Regions from separate parts of the Mus musculus genome. Here regions 2 and 3 are each linked to region 1. A link is a contact called in public HiChIP or PLAC-seq and promoter capture Hi-C data. All regions are on one chromosome and are shown on one strand. The core of a region is the stretch at or near the end of the contact, and the rest is flanking DNA. Distances in the headings are between cores, read along the strand shown.

Region 1 (4,156 bases), core at 297-2,796:
AGGAGAAGGTGCTAAAGTGGAGAGAGTTGAAAGACACAGTAACACTCCTGGTTTAGGGCTGGCAGATCACAATCTGGCATAATCAGGGTGGCCAGGCCAGGGAGTTTAGAGGCTTGGAAGTAAGCTATTCCTGGCCAGGCCACCAAGTAGTTGTGTCCATAGAATCTTTCTGAATCTCTTCCACATTAAAAGAGAAAACAGTTGTTTTCCGAGATTCTTTTCTTCTATAGCACCCCACCCCCCATCAAGCCCCTCTCCCAATGGCCACTACACAGGGGCCTTCCAACGGCCCGCCAAGAAGACCTGGCCACTCAGGCTAGGATAGACATGAAACTGGCCTAAGAATTACATGCTGTGTTTTACAATCTCAAAACATTACTCAGCAATCCTGTACCACTGCTATCCCAGAAGCAATCCTGCTAACACAACCTGATGGAGTCGATGGAAGGGGGGAAATGGTCTTTTGCATCTGTACAGCTAAGGCTAAGGTCAAGTTAACTTGGTCTAGACCTGGCTAAGCCTTTCCTTGATAAAAAGAACCCGCCCTACGAGGGCGTGAGATGATGTCTCTGGATGGATTAAACAGCAGAAAACCAGATACCAGCTAGTTTCTTTCTTTCTATTTTTTTTCTCGCTCTCGTTTAAACTTACTGTTGCTCTCATAAAAAGCATCAGGTTCCAAAATGGTACAAGCGGAAGAAGACATAAGGCACTTCTCAGCTCCCAAGGGGAATTACCACTCCCCCCCCCCCCCCCATTCCCTGTTTCTTTTCCTTTTAAGTGGTCTGGGGCCTGCCAGGCAGCGCCATGTCCAGGCCGGGACCCGCGCCGAGGGGAACTTTCCTCCGCTGCGCCCGAGACAATGCGGCGGCCAATGCCCGCGCCTCCCCGCCGCGCAGGGAGAGAGCGCCCCTGGAGAACCGGGAAAAGTGCCGAGGAGAAGGAAAGCGCCCCCAAGGGCCGGGAGAGCACCCCAGAGGAGAAGGAGAGAGTCCCAATGGGAGGGGAGAGTGCCCGGGAGGACAGAGAAAGCGCCCCAGCGGACTCCGGGAGCGCCCCGGCGTCTGCCCGGGCCTCCTCCCGGAGCGGGGAGCCTTGCGCCCCGGGCGCACACCCCCAACCCGGGTCTCCTCCGCGGAGCAGGGGAACGTGCGCTCCGGCGCTGCGGCTGCGGAATCCCCGGGCCGCCCGGCCAACCCCTGCAGAGCCGGCCGCGCGCCCCGCACGCCCCCGGCTGGTGCTCTGCGGACGGACGGGGACACCCGGAGCCCACAGGGGGTGTGCGGGTGGCCGTGCAGCGCCCCACCGCGCCTGTTCCCGCCGCCCCGCCGCCTCGCCACTCACCGGGACCGGGCGGGCCGCTGGGCATTATTCCATCGCGGGCGCGGCGAGGCCGGGCGAGGCGCGGGAGCCGAGCGCGGCGCAGGAAGGGGCGGGCGACCATGTGCCGAGGAGGGGGGAGGAGGAGGCCGGCGACGCGGAGCCGCTCTCTCGAGCCCGCTCGGCGGCGGCGGCGGTGGCGGCGGCGGGAGCGGGCTGCAGGAAATCCAAACACTTCGGCAGGAAATCGGAATCCTGACTAAGCACTCCCGGCCCGCGGCTGCCCCGCTCCGGGGGCTCCCGCCGCGTTTAACCCTTGGCCCGCCGGGCACACTTCAGGGCACAGGAGTATAGGGCAGTGTAGGAGATTCATGGGGTGGGCCTCCTTCTTGGCCACAGAAGGCAGAGGTGGGGCTTATCAGCAGAGAACCTTGGCCTTGAAGTGGGGCTTGCTAAAGCTGGGACACCAAAAGACTGTGGCCTCTCTCCCATCCTGCACTGTCTTCTCCTAGGCTACTTTCTCCTGTTCCTTTCCGTGGATTTCTATCTTCTTACCCAGTGCCTGGAGGCAAAACCTTTTGGATAGCACAGAGATGATCTGGCTAGCATTCGAGCATTCCAGGCTCTGAACCCTGGTTGGAAAATGGCCTTTTTCTCTTTCCTGCAAGTGATACTTCCTTGAGGCTTAGTTTCCCAATCAAGAAAGGAGTGTTCGTAGACTTAATTTGAAAACAAGATGCTTAGACTGGCATGTTGGAGACATCAATGATATCTGTGCTTGGGTATTACTGCACACTAGAGATGTCAGAGAAGGGAGGCTTCTAACTTGTGGGCTGTGTGTTCTGCATGTCTGTGTGGACCTAGCTCGGGGGCAGGTCTGGCCCAAGGGTGTCAGTTTCTCCCTAATTACTGGTGATTATTTTTCTTTGAGTCTTCCAGAAACTGCTGTCTGAAGAAGAAAAGATCAGCCACTGCGTAGTAGAGACCCCTTTCTGGTAAAATTAGAAACTCACCAGGCCTCACAAGATTGGAGATTTTGTTCTTAACCTGAGGGTGGGAGACTTGGGGGGAGGGCGCGTTAATAAGCCTTGAGCTGCTCCAGGGGGGTTAGGAGAACTAGCCAGGGAGTCTGGGCTGCCATGGGGAGTGATTCATTGTGGTTTCCCGAGGAAATGCCACACTTTACCTGTAGGCTGCAGTTTGGTGGTTTTACTTGAGTGTTTGAGATTCCTCTGACTCTCAAGACATAGAGGAAGGACCGCGTGTGGGCAAGTGAGAACTGAAATGACCATGCTGGGAACTGAAACTTGGGTACCAGCTCTATCTCCCAAGGACAAACAGACCTGTGCTTGGCACCCAAAGGCATGTCTCTTCTTCAACACTTTCTGTAGTTACAGGTCACAGGTAAAGCTCCAAGCTGGGCCCCAAGAACCTGGAATGCCTGCCCCTCATAGCCACCATCCTATTGGAAAGAACCTCTACCCAACTGAGGTCGGCAGATAAATCACAGAGCAGAAGTCGGGCCCTCACAGTTCACCGTTTGATCCACTGTGTCTGACACCCCCACATCCTCACCACCCGCACCTCTCCCAACATCCTGCCCCTGGTCCTGTTGCTGCATAGCTCCTGTCTCTATTGTATCTTTCCGGATGCTTGCTTAACATTTCCCCATGGCTAAGCTGCATCACAGCAGAATTCTTGACTGTCTCTTGTGTTCCCACTCTCAGTGCCAAGAACCATACGAGCACATGGGAGCCCCTCAGTCAGCACATGTTGGATATAAGGGGCAAAGACTAGAAATCCAAATCTGTCATCCAAGCATGCCAATTCACTCTCTCCCTCAGCTCCCTGAATCCTTTACTCAGAGACTTGATGTGAAGTGTTCAGTGTAATGGAAGAAGCTCCAGTGGGCTCTGCTAATGGTCCTGGGAAATGAACGCTGTGAACAATTAGGACTGTCAGTTGACATAACTGTAGTCTCTTTGGCACATCACCAGTTAATTATGCCCTCCTCTGTGCTTCCCCAGCATCTCCTCATTAAAGGTCTTGACTATTGGGCCAGGGCATGGTGGCACATGCCTGTACTCCCAGCTCTCGGAAGGATGAGAAGTTCAAGGTCGTGTTTAGATACATAGGGAATTTGAACCTCACCTAAGCTGCTTGAGACCCAGTCTCAAAAAACCAAAAAGACTACTTGTTGCATTATATGTCATATTAAATGGCAAGCCATTCTGCAGTGAAGGGAAGGGAAGGGAAGGGTCCACATTAATGACCCCTTGCTCTAAGGAAGGCCTTAGGACCAAGGTGAATTAAATCTGCTTAGCATTGGCCAAGGGACCCAATAGTTTCTTTGCATTTGTTCTCCAAACAGACAAGCAAGAAATTAACCCATCCTTTCACTATTCACCCCTCCCCCCTTTTCTCCTCCCTCCTTTGTTCTGCTTGGGTTCACTTCCCAGATGAAGTAACCGTACCTAACTCCTGGTCTCCAGTTTTGCTTCTGAGACAACTCAATTCAGAACAGCATGTTATCTATAAATTCACGCTGACTGTCTGGGCACTCCCTATGTGCCTGAGCCAAGATAGCATGAACAGGCCTCATAGTTGGGTAATACTGGAAGGTAAGGTGCACGTTCAGTAACAGAAACCAAAAAGACTAAAACACTTTTGCACTATTTTATAGTTAAGGAAACTGAGGCACCTGAATGTTGAGTGACTTGCCTGAAGCCAAATAGTTAGTGAGTGGAGGAGCTCTAGTCTCCTAACTCTTTGCTATCCATACTGCCTTTCCTGGGAGTTGAAGCCATGGGTACCAGCTGTAGCTGAATATACTCTT
Region 2 (4,028 bases), core at 1,316-3,815, 160 kb after region 1:
TTCATCATTGACCCATCATTGTCTGGACCCCTGTCTGTCCAGCAAGGTAGTTTGATAAATTGTTAGAATCATAGAAAATCTTTCTGGGAGAAAAGTTGCCCATCTGACTGGCACAGGTTTTCAGCCTTTTCTTTCTCCCAGCATGAGATTCCTGGGGGGAATTTCCAGGTACTTGAAGACCAGTGTGTCTGAGTATTACATAGTCTTACAGTCAAGGGGGGAAGGGCACAAGTACATCTCTTTAAATCATCTTTGCTCCACCTGGAGGACAATGAATCTGCTTTTTGCAGTCCTGTCCCCCTGCTTTTGATTTCTGTGATCACTGGTTGAAGTATGCTCAGTGTAGGACCATATGCCTTTTGCACACATTGTTGCCTTCAGTTCCTTCATCAAGGGCTCAGTGGACTTGCCAAGGGCCAAAGCTAGGAAGTAGAAGGAATGGAGTTTGAACCAAGACTGTACTCTTACCTCTGTACAGACTTGCTTCCTGGGGCACAGCTTAGCCAATCCTCATTTCTGTGCTGAACCAGTGTGCTACAAGGTTGAATGAGGCTGAGGTGTCTGACAGATGGGCGTGGCAATTCCAGGGAGCTGTGAGAGGCCCTTGGATCTTTCATTCAAGGCCCCTCATCTCCCACTGTTTGTTCTTCTCTCCACCTCTCTGACCAGGAGAGAAGAGTTTAAAATTACAACTTAGGCAAATTTAAAACACTGAATTAGTTGGCTATAGCACCCAGATTTTCTTGTGGAATAAGAGGCCAGAAAGAATGATGGACACTTAGCTAAGTCTAATTTCACATTGGTTGTTGCATTTATTGCCCCTCTATGACGACTGCTACATCATCATCCTAATCACCAAAACTTCCCATCAGCATCATCTCAGCCTCCTCACACATATCAGGATCTCCAGTCATTTATCAGCCAGTACCAGGACATATATGTCTGTTTTTACTGGCACAGCCATCCATTCCATCCCTTCACGACCACTCAGACCATCCTAGACACTTCTGCTATATGACCATCATATACTCTCTCCAGCAGTAGCAGTGGCAGCAGCAGGAGCAGCAGCTCACCATGGCAACTACCAACATTGTCATCATTCACTACCTACCACGCCCGTCATATATCTTCTATTGCCTTGGAAAATCCATTCTGAAAACATTACCACCTTGTTCATACATTTATGTATGAAGCTCAGATATTGTTTTAGTCCCAGCATGGCTTTTGCTGTCTATTTCCCATTCTCTTATTCACTGTTTGTGTCCCAGAGCTCTGTCCACCCCAAGCTAGAGGCCCTCTTCTGCCTTGTCTTATTTCTGGATCTGTATACATCCTCCAAGATGGAATTTCTTTTTTCTTTTTTTCCCGTCCTGAATAATCTGGCTATTCCCCTGTAGCTAAGGAACTGAGTGTCTCTTGAGACCCTGGGGGCTGTTAGGCTTTTTACCCGGCAGCAACAACCTCATATGGCAGACTTTATCATTAATGATACCTTTGAGTATTTTATACATGCCAGCTTCTCATTCACCCGAGGAGGGAGGCAGGGAACCAGATGACCAAGCATTCTTTCTAGTTCCTATATCATAATTATCACTTGCTGAGGGAGCTGGTATGAGATGACTTTAGCTGATTTACAGAACTATTTTCTGGTATGGGCTGCTAGCTCGTTGCTGAGGCAGAGGGAAGATTCAGTGGCAAGGTGCCCTTTCTATCTTGCTACTTCTAGAAGCAGCAGCTTCTGCTTTCGAGTCAAAGCCTGGTGGCCTCTGGGGGGCCAGACAAAAACTTATATGCTTTTCAAAGCATGAGTCATTGGTCTTTTTTGTGACTGTCCTCTGTTTTAAGAACATGGTAATTACTGAATCTGGGAGCACAGCTGTCCTTGGGGTGTGTATCAAACCATCTGGTCCCCACGATGTTCCCAAGTTACTTTCGTACCCAGTGGGCTTTTGTTTCTACCTTGTGAATTCACCTGATCACCACATCGACTGCCTGCTCATTGTCCTCTGTTGTGTCTTTGGCATGTTTCCTCTTATTGTTTGATGGCCTAGACAGCCCTGCCTGATGTTCCTGAGGTCACTGCATTAGGCAATATCCCAGGAACAATGATCATAGTGATATTTTTAGAGAAGGCCATGTGAGGCGATGGAAATTGTACGCAGTGTTCAGTATCCATGCCTGTGATTCAGATTTGGGCTCATCCACTCATGCGCAGGCTAAGTGACCTGAGTCTGAAGGGCCTCAATTTCCCATGAGACCATCTAACATAATGGCACCACCCGAAGAGTTATGGTGATTAAATGAAACAACAGAGCATTTGATTTAGAGCAATTCATAGCACTTACTAGATCCCTCTTTTTTTTTTAAAGCCAATTTAGTTCCTACTCCTCTTGAGCTTTCATTATAGCATCTTGATTGGAGAGAATTAAAATGCAGTTGAGATTGCTTTCCTGAGAAACCAAGGGACAATATTTCTCAAGCAATTATCTCCAAAGGAGAGCTAACCTGGGAAGAAGGATATTTACATAAGAGGTGACTCAGTCTCTGGGTGATTTATGTCTCCTGTATACACCATGCTGGGAGGGGGTTGCAGACATGGTCTCTACCCTCTATGCAGCTCTCTTTATAGTTGTGTCCACCTGATATTTTGCACATATCCATCAGTGCTGTCAGAATGAAGGGGCAAAAGAACTAAGCAGCTCCAACCCATCATTCATTGTTGGTGAACCAAAACTGCCTATGGTATCTCGGAGGTCTAGGTTGAATTCTTTTCATGTTCCTAGCTGGTTTTCCAATATTGACAGGTCTGTTCTCTTACTAAACCCCAGTTTCTTTGTCTACAAATAGATGTAGGAAATCTTACTCATCTTCAAGATGATTTAAGTGTGAAGGGAGGAAAGATCTGAACCCCAGTTGCTTCATAATGAAGAGTGAATTGCAGCATAAAATGGAAAAGACCAAAGCAGGACTCAGATATAGTTTTGTGGTCTATTACTAAAACAATTAGAAGCATTTTATGGTGCTTGTTGCCTTCCTCATTAGACTGGTTTCTTTCATATATCACATGTATAGGGTTTCTCATGACCTACCTCTGTCATCTTGGATTAGACCCTTCAGGCTAATATGATTGCTTCTGGGTCAACCCCTATAACCACTTGATTTTTCTTCCCACTCTGAAGCTAGGACTAGTGCCACTCAAAGCCTCTGCTAGGCTGTGAGGGAGGTATGAAAGCTGAGATAATGTTGGGAAGACAAATACCATACTACTCAGAGAAGCATTTTTAAGGATCAAGGAACTGCCATGATAATACTTTAGCTGGAGGTTTTTAAACATTGACCCAGGCAGGCAGAAATTCAACTTCACAAGTAGAACTAGCTATCCCTCCTAATACATACCAAATCTCATTCCCAATGCACTTCTCAGATTTCTCATTCTATTATCTACTTCCTGCCTGTCATTATTATTAATTTATATGGCTGGATCAATAATGGTTCTCCTTCCTCACTCGTTTTCTAACCACCAGATCTGCAACTGTTACTTACATAGATGGTAAAAAGACTTCAAATATTAGCCTAAAGATTTACAGATTATGTAGGTAGATTACAGATAATGTAATCACAGAATCCTCCTAAGAGTGATATGGAGGAGGTGAAAGATGGTGAGATCAGGGGTTGGAGTGCTGGGATTTGAAGATGGTGGAATACAAGTCAAGAAACACATACTAAACACTACAGAGGGGAAAGAAATCAATTCTATCTGCTCACAGCCTCCAGAAGAAGGCAATCTTGCTAATACCTTTAGTCCAATAATGTGAATTCCAGACTTCCAGTTTGTAAAACATATGACAATGGATGTGTATTGCTTTAAGCTGCGACTATTATTATTATTATTATTATTATTATTATTATTATTGTGATAATTTGTCATAGTACCAATAGGATAGTTATACAATATAAAAATAAGAGCTACCCTATGTCGAGCCAGCTGCTCAGCTAAGTGCTTTTGTATTATTTCACAGAACTCTCAC
Region 3 (3,692 bases), core at 945-3,444, 230 kb before region 1:
AGAGGGAAGGGGAAACTTACACCATCAGATTACATGTAAACTGAACATATATACAACATGCTAGTCTCCTCAGGAGGGAATAAGAACCATCAACCAGAAAACTCCTCCATCACAGCCAAATGATACACTTTCTTGCACAAGGACTGGGGCTGGGTCTGATTAGAGGCAGCACCTGTCAGTCACACCTGCAGCAGCTTCACTCAAGTGCTCCTGCATCTCACTTCACCCTCACAGGAGCCTGTTCAGGTCTCAGTAAGGCACTGCTCTCTACCCATGATAAACTGCCGACTTGGAGAGATCAGTGCCTGCGAGGCTCACTCACTGTACTTAAAGTTTCACTCATTACCTGTTCTTACTCACATATATTATGGAAACACAATATAAAACAAGTTCTCATATCTTCTTACATGGTTAATAAAGCCAAGGAAATTAAAAGGCTCTCAGCTTTTTGGCTGAGGTGGCTAATGAGGTGCTTCCTGGTCACCAGAGGAAAGAGGAGACTCCCAAGACATCCCCTGCATGCGTGGGGGCAAATGCGCCTGCCCTTTGTGAGCACTTTTGACAGCTCTGCCTTGCTCCTGGGAAAGTGACCTCATACAAATAAGAAAGCATCGGTGGGGCTTCAGTCCATGTCATCACTTGGCATCCTCCCAGCAAAGCTTGGTGGTTTTGCTCATGTATCGTAACCCTTAGAGACTCTCTTTATCTGTAGCATGAGAGTATCTGGGATTACTCTGAGAAAATACAAGCAAGCAATGGCTCCTATAAGTACCTTTGAGGCATAAAGTTTTAAAGTTATTTAAAAAACTAAAATTGTTCTTTCATTTTTTATAACAGTTTTTAAGTAACAAGTATTGCAAAAGTGGGTTAAAAATTACTAATGCAATTTGCATGAAAATGAAAATCACGCAACATACAAGTGCTTACTCTTAAGGGGTCTGTCTTCACGCAAAAGAGGTGCAGCATTTCTCTCTTCCCCAGAAGCCATCAAAAGCAACTCTGGATTAGTACTCATCTCTCATGTATGAATATGAAAAACGTATATGCCGCCTTCGTTTCCAACTCTGAGAGTAGATAACTCTCCTCTGCTCCTTTCCTTCCCAGCGTTCTCTTTCAGGTACGGACTGAAGGCAGGGCCTTGGCCATGCTGCACTGAACCATCTCCTTTATCTTTCTCCATTTCTTTCCAAGGATGCATGACAGGAAAGGCATATTGCCTTAGCTTTTATCTTCTAGCATCTAGCCGTGTGCTTCGGATGCTAGAATGTTTTCTGTGTGTGTGTGTGTGAAGTGAATGTTTGAAGGGGGAACAGACTGAAAGAAAGAAGACAGCACAAGCTTGAGCCAGTTTTTGTCTTCAGTATGTCCAGAATGGTCAAAGGCAGATACGGACATTTTGAAAGACAAACGCTAGATGCCTGATGCTAAGTTAGAGCACCCAGGCTGAAGTCTGGGCTCTCTCTCACTGTCGGTGCAGTCCTGCGGGCTATGCATAGATGAGAAAGAGGTGTGGCCACAGGGAGCAGGTGCTCACAGAGAAGACTCAGAGTTCAACTACACAGGACTCATGAAAAAGACTTCACCCCTGAGCAGAAGCAGCTGAGATGACAAGAAGCCTATTATTTTTAATTAGAAAAGGGAAGGTATGTGATAGATTGGTTGTGACAGAGACAATGTCACAGGTTACCCCAAAGGTTGGGGTTTGGGCAGCCAGGTGCCATCTCAAGGAGAGAATATGACAATGATAAAGCAGAGCTGAGCCTCCCTTCTCAGCTTTCTACAAGTGTAAGTCACAAGCAAGAGGTGTTACCTGGACGCAGAACAATCGTTCTTCTTGTAAGGACAGCACGTTAGGCCAACTATTTAAGCAGAACCAGCTCAGAAAGCTTTTAAGTATGTTTTCGCAACAAGAGCCTGGACACCGTCCCAGGGAGAGCACTGCCTGGGCATGCTTGCCTCACACTGGGCTGCCAGGGCTCGACACGTACCCATCACTCTTCTTCAGCAGGAAGCCCTTCTTTTCACTGCCGTACTCCTTGTTGCCCTGGAGCTGATGCATGCTGTACCCACCTTGCCGGCTCTGAGAGTCCTGGAAAACAGAAGCACAGACTGGCAAATGCTGTGCTGCCCCTGAGCCTTTGCCTGCTGGCCTGTGCCTGGGGGAATTATGGACTTTGGGAGCTGTCCAGGCCTACCTTTTATTTTAGCAGAAGAAGTAGGACATGTCAATATTTTGCCTGACTCACAAACCAAGTCCTAGGCAGAGCCCAGGGTCCGGGTCTAGTTTAGTACTGATTCAAACACAAAAGAAACAGGGCTCTGATTTAGGCTCAGTGTTCACTCACAGCAGGAAGCAACAGGAAGGGCTAAATGGGAAGAGAATGCAGGGAGTGTGCAAGCTGGCAGTGTCTTCCCTCGGCTGTACCTATTCTCCTTTACGTGTGTGCTGGAGTCCTCTAAATAAAGGACATCTTCATTAAAAAGATTTCGGAGCAGGGCACTGGCAATCAGCATACAAATCTTGTAACTATCTATACACTGAGCATCTATAATTAAAGTATCTGAATTCTGAAACCTTTTGATTACTGAAATGCCCAAAACCATCCTGGATTTGGGAGCGGTTTGGACCTCCTGAGTTACCCAGTTAGTAAACTATGCAAACATTCCACAAAAGGAACAATCTGCCTACGGCTCTCTGCAAAACAGACTGATGCCGATGAGTTTAGTCTGAAATCAGCATCCTACGGTGTGAAAAGTCTAGGATGTGACAAAGCATGCACACTCCAGCAAAAGAAACAAGCAAGCCTGCTTTCACTTTGGCACTCCACTGGTACCTAGCCGTGGACGCTAAGGACAGAAAGACAAGACACAATGGCCATACTATGAAAATCCAAGAAGTAAAATACAAATGAAACAAATAAACATATAGTGGAGTTGCAGCAAGAGGACAAGTCTCTAGGTACATAGTAGGACAACGCATTCTCACAAATGTATTAACTTACTCTTCTAGACTTCGATCAGGAAGGGCAAAGCAACAAAGAAAAAAAAAGGCAGAAGATTGAAAATAGTTAATTGTGTTAAAAGCTCTGTCAGCCATTACTTAAGCAGTTTATAAAATATACATAGAAAAGATTATTGTAAAGATGTACCAAAAAACACATCCATGATCATAATAGAATCTGGATGATAAAGCAGTAAAATATTTCTATACCAATCAAATCAAGTGTTACATATTTTAGCTCATGTGTGGTGAGGAGATAAACACAATGAAGATGATAAGGCGTACATTTCTCAGTAAATGGTAACATCATTCAAAATGTGGGAACACAGAACCAATGCCTCAGTAAAACCAAAATAAACTGAAAACTCAGAATATCAGAGCCACATATTGTGATGTCCTCTGTATTCTTGTTTCCCAATTGAAATGTGCATGTGTGTGTGCATGTTAGTGGATGCACCCACATACGTAGGTACCCATGTGCCATTCTCCTAGGTCCAACAGTGTGTACTTGCAGAGTCTTGGGATCCAATGTATAAGGCTTTGTAGAGGATGCTTGCACTCTGACCACTCCTCTCCTTCTCTCCCAGAAGGCTTTACCCAGTAGGCTGAGACTGATGAAAGGGGTTACAAGTGACATTCTTTTTGTCTGTCTGTCTGTCTGTCTTCCTTTCTTTTACTCTAAAGATAATTT

The links. Promoter capture Hi-C pulls out the DNA fragments that hold promoters and counts their contacts. HiChIP or PLAC-seq counts read pairs in DNA pulled down with a chosen protein or histone mark.
Region 2: a contact with region 1 is called in a FOXA1 HiChIP or PLAC-seq map of pancreatic cancer cells. The contact joins the enhancer-like site here to the promoter of Asap1 in region 1. A contact is called at or near these places in 3 of 39 promoter capture datasets (the 3T3-L1 cell line, hippocampal neurons and pre-B cells), 3 of 484 Hi-C or Micro-C datasets (the N1E-115 cell line, adipose-derived mesenchymal stem cells and uterus), 3 of 115 datasets of contacts at active chromatin or transcription factors (embryonic fibroblasts, neural progenitor cells and pancreatic cancer cells) and 1 of 9 other capture datasets (adipose tissue).
Region 3: a contact with region 1 is called in a promoter capture Hi-C map of liver. The contact joins the enhancer-like site here to the promoter of Asap1 in region 1. A contact is called at or near these places in 15 of 39 promoter capture datasets (the 3T3-L1 cell line, the C10 cell line, the HPC-7 cell line and 11 more), 10 of 484 Hi-C or Micro-C datasets (the AML12 cell line, bone marrow-derived macrophages, cochlea and 5 more), 5 of 115 datasets of contacts at active chromatin or transcription factors (bone marrow-derived macrophages, memory CD8 T cells, neural progenitor cells and 2 more) and 2 of 9 other capture datasets (adipose tissue and liver).

Annotation. Positions count from the first base shown.
Region 1 is chr15:64,381,373-64,385,528 of GRCm38.p6, forward strand. Asap1 (ArfGAP with SH3 domain, ankyrin repeat and PH domain1) reads right to left here and starts at 1,547. Exons shown (of 31, transcript NM_010026.3): 1 at 1,345-1,547.
Region 2 is chr15:64,540,541-64,544,568 of GRCm38.p6, forward strand. All of the region lies in intron 1 of Gm30632 (a long non-coding RNA gene), which reads left to right. Among named protein-coding and RNA genes, the nearest start is that of Gm30632, 8.6 kb to the left of the region's middle. Within about 2 kb of position 2,566, at least 46 of the 459 cell types and tissues checked have an H3K27ac peak or open chromatin away from gene starts, as enhancers often do. A contact at or near this core is called in the N1E-115 cell line, adipose tissue and pancreatic cancer cells, where this site is marked.
Region 3 is chr15:64,150,842-64,154,533 of GRCm38.p6, forward strand. Asap1 (ArfGAP with SH3 domain, ankyrin repeat and PH domain1) reads right to left here. Exons shown (of 31, transcript NM_010026.3): 12 at 3,003-3,011; 13 at 1,989-2,089. Among named protein-coding and RNA genes, the nearest start is that of Gm20717, 54 kb to the left of the region's middle. Within about 2 kb of position 2,195, at least 42 of the 459 cell types and tissues checked have an H3K27ac peak or open chromatin away from gene starts, as enhancers often do. A contact at or near this core is called in bone marrow-derived macrophages, embryonic stem cells, liver and 1 more, where this site is marked.